Regions from separate parts of the Ovis aries genome. Here region 1 is linked to region 2. Evidence: chromatin contacts called from public Hi-C data. All regions are on one chromosome and are shown on one strand. Each heading gives the region's core, a stretch centred on a gene start, on an enhancer-like site or on the middle of the called end of the contact. The rest is flanking DNA. Distances are from core to core; before and after follow the strand shown. Region 1 holds the start of ALDH3A2 (aldehyde dehydrogenase 3 family member A2). Region 2 has its middle 9.3 kb from the start of ALDH3A1.

What was found. Hi-C and Micro-C count contacts between places; a contact is called where the count stands out from the background.
Region 1: a contact with region 2 is called in a Hi-C map of liver, with 4 times the contacts expected there. The contact joins the promoter of ALDH3A2 here to the enhancer-like site in region 2. A contact is called at or near these places in 4 of 16 Hi-C or Micro-C datasets (hypothalamus, liver, muscle and 1 more).

The regions. Positions count from the first base shown.
Region 1 is chr11:33,689,203-33,692,627 of ARS-UI_Ramb_v3.0, reverse strand. ALDH3A2 (aldehyde dehydrogenase 3 family member A2) reads left to right here and starts at 1,762. Exons shown (of 11, transcript XM_042255716.1): 1 at 1,762-1,813; 2 at 2,609-2,769. The coding sequence starts at 2,617. It overlaps LOC121820590 (a long non-coding RNA gene), which reads right to left and starts at 2,337. Exons shown (of 2, transcript XR_006061177.2): 1 at 1,840-2,337; 2 at 1-1,709.
Region 2 is chr11:33,623,831-33,627,379 of ARS-UI_Ramb_v3.0, reverse strand. No RefSeq gene overlaps it. Among named protein-coding and RNA genes, the nearest start is that of ALDH3A1, 9.3 kb to the left of the region's middle. Within about 2 kb of position 1,894, at least 5 of the 54 cell types and tissues checked have an H3K27ac peak or open chromatin away from gene starts, as enhancers often do. A contact at or near this core is called in liver, where this site is marked.

The DNA.
Region 1 (3,425 bases), core at 513-3,012, 65 kb before region 2:
GTCACAGGAAGCCAATGGAAAGCTTTGAGCAGAGGACAGGATCAAGGGTGTTGATGACTGACAGCTGGGTGGAGAAATGCTGCAGCAAAGTCAGAATTCAGATATGAAAAGAGAAGCCACTCAACCTATGGCAGGCGGAGGGAATCTAAACAGTAAGACTACAGGACAGATGGGAAGCTGCTTAGAATACCCCTGGCTGGAAGGAACCCGGGGGGCTGCACCAGCACCTTGTGCCACCCGGACAGGCTGTCACTGTCACCCTGCGTCTACCAGACATAGCCCCCTTGGCCAAGGGAGGAACCATCCTTGCTCCACTTCCACCTCAGGAATGGCCGGCAACCACCACACTGCAGAACCCAGAAGCAGAAAGTTGCCTTCCTCCTCACCCTGCTCACTCTTGCTCATGCCTCCAGAGGCAGAACCCACTGGAAGCCAGCAGCCGTGAGAACCTGGCAAAGTACAGTTCCGACATGCTGGGAGTCTGTGGGGCAGGTTACATAAGGGCAACTGGAGGACAAAAAATGACAATTTCCCAAAGTCAGCAGCAGAAGCAGGGAACCCAGTGGGAGGTTCCATAAAGTGCAGGTAAGAATTATCATGGCTTAAACTAGGGCAGAAGTGCTCGGATCAACAAGCTAGGCCAAAGAATCAGGATAATCTAAGGAGTTTGGCCTGAATAAAAAGGATAAAGGAAGGATGGTACCCTTTACTGAGACTGGGGACACTGGAGGAGCTCTGCAGTGTATTTGGTAGATTAAAATAAACGAGCAATTCTATCCATGGTCACCTTTAACCTGCCTATTATGAACGCCAGTATGAAAGGGATGCAGTTGAACATGCCTATTGGAGTTCAAAGAAAAGGGTAGGACCAGATGGAATTGAAAACCTCCAGCACTGTCCAGGAGATTAGATGAGGTTGTGACTGAGGAAAGAGGAGAAGCCTGGGGACTGAGTCCTCAGGCACCAGAACTTCAGGAGGCCTGGAAGAAGAGATCCGGCAAAGAAAGACCCAAAGGACTCTGTGAGGGAAAGAAAGGAAAACCAGAAGAACACAAACAAGCAAAGCCAAACACAAGCAGAACACAAACAGGCAAACAAGCGAAGCTGGCCTCCAGGAGATGGCAGTGATCAGCTGCAGCGGAGTGTGGAGGCAAGTGATCAGTAAACAACCTCTCTCACAAGACTGTGTTGTTGTCGCTCAGTTGCTACGTCATGTCTGACTCTTTGCGACCCCATGGACTGCAGCACATCAGGCTTCTCTGTCCTTCACTATCTCCAGGAGTTTGCTCAGACTCATGTCCATTGAGACGGTGATGCCATCCAACCATCTCATTGTCTGTTGTCCCCTTCTCCTCCTGCCCTCAATCTTTCCCAGCATCGAAGTCTTTTCCAAGGAGTTTGCTCATAAAACTAGAAGAGAGTTGTTGTTTTTTTTCCTGGCCAGACCCGAGGGCTGTAGCCCAGGTGGGCAATAACCACATGGAGGAAAGCGCTGTGCAGAAGCTCGGTTTTCCGAACAGTTTTGTATATTGTCAGAAGAGCACACATCAAACAGGAGACGCGACAGGACCCTTGAAGGTTTCACGGGAGACCCCGCGGCCGGGAGGGAAGCGCACCTCTGGGGAAGCATCAGCGAGGCATCCCGGGAAAGGGGCAGACTTCCCCATCCTGAGGCAGAGTCCTTCACCTCCGGATAACAGGTTCTCTCCCTGAGGAGTCAAAGCACAGGGAGATGATAAGCAATCACGTGACAGGCAGATTAAAGTCTCAGTGAAGTCAGGAAGGAGCCAGAAGGTTCCTCCAACCAGCACAGGTGAGGAGAGTGAGGTGAGCACCCACCGGCAGCGGGCTCTGTCACCGTGGGTGCAGGGGGAGCCGGAGCCCGGGCCCTCTAGGGGAAAGGGGTCAGGGGCTTGGGGAGGCGAAGGGGGACAGAGACTCAGGATGGGGGTGGGGGAGGGAGACAGGGACTCGGGGAGGGGAAGGGGGACAGGGACTCGGGGAGGGGGAGGGAAGGGGGACAAGGATTCGGGGTGGAGGAGGGAAAGTGGGACAGGGACCTGGGGTGGGGGAGGGAGGGGACAGCAAACGGACGGTGGAAGCGGAGGAGAGCGGCAGATAAGGGAAGAAGAGATGCCGCAGGGTAATGACATGCGTGACGAGCCCAAGAGACTCGGTGCCCGGAAGAAGCGGTGTGGGCGGCCAAGCGCCGCCTCCCGAGCCGCTTGGCGCGGGGCCAGGTCTGCGAGGTCTGAACCGCGCGCCCCAGGCGCAGGCGCAGCCGAGGTCCCCTCCAGCCCCCACGCGTCGTCCTCCCCGGCTCGCCCGCCGAAGGCTGGGGGCGGGGCCCGCACAGTGTCCGGCCTGCGGGGGTCACGTGGGCCGCGCCGGCCAATCGGCGCGTGATTCGGGGCTGAGCGCTGCTGGCTGGGCGTCGGCCGGGCAGTTGGCGTCGGCTGAGTCGGCGCGTCTGGCGCTGAGGTGCGGCGTGGGCCGTGAGCCGTGGGCCCGGGACCGGGTGGAGGGCGGGGATGGGGCGGCACCGCCCCGCGGCCCCGCGTTCTGCCCGCCCGCCGCCTACGGCGCCGGATTTCCCCTCTCCCTGCAGGACTGGCCATGGAGCGCGAGGTCCAGCGGGTTCGCGCGGCTTTCGGCTCCGGCCGCTCTCGCCCCTTGACGTTCCGGCGGCGGCAGCTCGAGGCCCTGCGCGCGATGGTGCAGGAGCGCGAGAAGGACATCCTGGCGGCCATCGGTGCGGACCTGAGCAAGGTGCGCCCGGACCTGACCCCACCCTTATCCCCTCTCCCGGGATTGGGTCATTTGAGCAATTTGCGGGCCGGATTACTGTCTTTCAACTTTATGGCTGCTGGTTGCGCTCGGATTTTCCACCACGACTTTAGGTTTCAGATCTGTGCACCCGCGAGTTACCCGGGACCTGTTAAAGGCCGAAGATGTTTCCGTGGGTCGGGTGAGGTTTGGGGGCACTCTGAGAGCCCGAGTTTGTAACAAGCTCCCGGATGATACAACGCTGCCTTTTTCTGGAACCCTGCTTTAAATAGCAAGGTTTTGGGCGAGTGTTTAGGGTTTAAATACTGTCCCCTGTGTTCTATAATACTGTTGTTACTATTCTTTTTCCCCCCTTTTTATTCTAGGGGTAGCAAAGCCAGAGCAAGGCCTTGCTCTGGCTTTGCGAGGCTCCATCCCTCACTTCCCCCTAAAGATTATTTTGAGGAGTACAAACATAAGAAGTGTGGGCTTCCCTGGTGGCTCACTGGTATGGAATCCACCTGCAGTGCAGAAGATCAAGATCTGATCCCTGAGTTGGGAAGGTCCCCTGGAGAAGGAAATGGCAACCCACTCCAGGATTCTTACCTGGGAAATCCCATGGACTGTGGGGTCACAAGAGTCAGAAATGACTTAGTGAC
Region 2 (3,549 bases), core at 645-3,144:
TGCCATCATGCCTCCTTTCTGAACCTTAGCCTTGTGTGGCTCTGTGACTCATTCTTCATTCACAAGGAAAGGAAGTCTGGGTGAGCCATGGCTCTTCTGCTCCTCGGTGTTCACAAAGGCTAGGCCCCACTTATCTTCTAAGAGAAGTGTGCAGGTAGGTTGCCGATTCATTTCTGTTCTTCATCAATTCCATCTTCCTACTTTCCTTCTGTGGGCTTCCCAGGCGGCTCAGACAGTAAAGGATTCACCTGCCAGTGCAGCAGACCCAGGTACAATCCCTGGGTCCGGAAAATCCCCTGGAGAAGGGAATGGCAACACACTCCACAGAGGAACCTGGTGGGCTACAGTCCAAGGGGTTGCAAAGAGTCAGACGCAACTAGGCATGCAAGCAGTTTTCTTTTGTACTTAAACTGAAAAAGTAGGTCCTTGGTCTTTTGTTTTTCTATTTTAATACAGATGGCTTTTAAGTCATTTTATTTTCCACTGAATGTGGTTTTGCCATGTCCTGGAGAATGTAACATTCCTATTTTCACTGCTTTCTAATAGTTTTTAATTTCCTCCTTGATGGCCTGTTTTTTAGAAGCGTGTTTCCTATTAATCAGGGACCCACTCCAGCATTCTTGCCTGGAGAATCCCATGCACAGAGGAGCCTGGCGGGCTACAGGTCACAAAGAGTTGGACACGACTGAGCGACTAACACACTTTCCTATTATCAAAGCAGTTAACATTATATTCGTCACATCTTTATTACTGACAACTTTCTCAGATTATGATAAACTTTATCAGATTATGATTAAAAAAAATATGGCCTTCTTCTCTGCTTTCCTGTATTGGTTCAGGCTTTGTTTGTGGTCACATAATCTTTGTAGCCATGCCAGGGACATAAGAATGAGAGGTATGTTTTCTGTTCATAGCTGTAAGAATCTTTACCTATCAAATGTACTGATTATTTCTGGACACTATTCCTTTTTATTTACTTGGTCCAACTCTAGGCAATGTGTATAAAAACCTCCCATGGTTAACTGTATTTTTATCCAACTGTCCTTACAATACTTCTGCTGTGTATATTTAACCACAGTTTGCTTTGCTCATACAACTTTACGACTGGCCCTCCTTATGATTTTTGCCTTTTCTCTTCACGCTTCAGCCATAAATGCCACCTTATCTGATGTGAATACAGCTGTTTCTGCATAATTTTTGCTTGCACCTGTCTGCATACCTCATTACCTCCAGCAATTTATCCTGCAGTTTTATGCATTTCTTGTAAGTGACGGTGGGTAGGTTAGTCTTAGATGCCCGCCTGACAGTCTTCCTGGAACTTTCCATTATATTCTTCCCATTTCCTTAGCGCCCACTCTTCGTGTTGTTCTCTCCTCTCTGATGGTCCCTTTTCCCTACTTTCCCTGTTGATCTGTTAGCGCTTCTCCCCTGCATGGCCTTGATGGTCCCCTTCCTCCCAGCTCTGTACTCAGATGCACACTTTCCTACAAGTGAGGAGAGCAAAATCCCGTTTCTGTCCCTACGCTGGCCTGTGCCTCTGCTGCCCCAGGAGGCCCTCGAGGAATCCCCCTTCTGTCCTGACATTCAGGTGAATCACTTTCCACACTCCCCCAGCATGTGTCCTTTGCTCTTTCCTCACCCCTTGGAGAGTCTTGTGCTTTTAGTTCTACACAAAAATTTGGACCAAGTGAAGTATGAATATGAAATGGCTTTTCAATTTGTTTTCAGTTCAGCTCCAGCTGGGCCTCCTCAGATCTTTATTTTCCACCCCTTCAAACATTCCAAGAGGCTCCCATCACTTTCTGGTCAATTTCCGGTGCCCAAAGCTCCGTCCAGGCTAACTAAGCACTTTGATCTCAGTGCACGGCCTGTGCCAGCTCAGCTCTGGCCCATGTCCCCAGGAAGAGGACAGATCTAGCTCGCTCCCCTCCGACATTCCCTGAGGCTCTGTCCACTGCGGGGGTGGCAGTGAGGCGGACGGAGTTTTGCTGGCAGGAGAGTGAACCAGGGCAGAGTCTTTGCTACTTACCGTTACCTAGTGCTCCTGGCAGCCTCTGTGGGTGTCCAGGGGCCCCACAGCTCCTGCCTCCACCCAGTTACCAGGAAAGGGGTTTCCAGTCCTCTCTGCCCCTGCCCCACCCTCCACAGCATCATCTGTGGGTCCCCTCAGCTGGCTGAGGCTCCCCGGCTATCAGCAAGATGGTCTGAGGCCATGCTTCCTCACAGCGCAGTCAGCTGAAGGAAACTCACATCCTCATGACCTAAACGGGCCCTCTGACTAGCCGTCTCTCCAGTTCCATCAGCTCAGGTGAGGGTAGTTCAACAAGGCCCCTGTGTCAGGAGATGTCCCTTTTGCATGCACCCCCATCTCTCTTGGGGCTCCCCCTCCGTGGGCTTGGAGGGGTGGGGACGCCATCCTTCGGGGATGTTTGGGAGGAGGGAAAGGCCACAGTCCCCTGTTAGGCTCACGACTTCCTCAACTCTTACAGGTGCTATACTTTCTAGTTTTCTGTTTCTATGGCAGTGAGATGCTGGAGAAGACGAGGGAGTCAGTTGTCTCCCTCAACTCTGGGTGAAGTCTCCATGGGTGAAAAGCCAGGATGCACAAAGGAAGAACAGCTGGAGCCCAAGGGGAGGAGGCATTTCAGATTCTGGGACCCCCTGCGGGGGCTGGAGAGTTGGTAATTCCTGGACTGCCACACAAGCAGACTTCCCTGAGTCCATGCTGGGGTTGCTGGGGAGGGGTCGACAGCTGCCCTCGGGACCACAGAGCCGCTACAGAGAGCATGGCCTGGTCAAAAGCACTGCACCACTACTATACTAACTCAGCTTTAAACAGGGAGGCAATCCTGACCCCTGCTCCATTGTGGATGAGCCTGGAAAGCACTGTGCTGAATGACACCGGTCACAGGATGACAGACTACGTGATTCCAGAGACGGAAAGGAGGACAGGGGAGGGGTGTGGAGTCAGGGTGTAATGGGGACAGAGATTCAGTTTGGGAAGAGAAGGTTCTGGAGATGGTGGTGGTGGTGACTGTACAACAGTGTGCACGTGCTTACTGCCTCTGAGCTGTGCACTTGAAAACGGTGAAGATGCTAAACTTCATGTCGTGCAGGTTTTAACACAACAAATTAAAAAAAAAAAAAAAAAAGCCCATCCACATGGACCCAGGAATGCAGCAAACACATGAGCACCATCTACTGATCCCCCTTCCCAGTTGCTGGTGCTGGGGTGGACAAAGGGCAGAGCCAGCCCCCGCCATGCCCGCGGGCAGGGTGGAGGCTCCAGGTGCAGCGGATCAGAGGAAGCAGGTCCAGATGTGAACCAGCTCTGGCTTCAAGTGAGCGAGGCTGGACTTGCTGAGACACGGGTGAATGATGACAAGCCGAATCTGGACAGCAGTGACCTTTGGCGGCACAGAGAGAAATAGACCAGGAGAGGGGTGGTAATGTACCGAGGGCTTTCTGTGTACATAATTTCTAAAGCTGGGTGGAAGGAACAGTGTTAAGTATTTTTATATATTTCTGAATGCCCCAAACACTTCATTG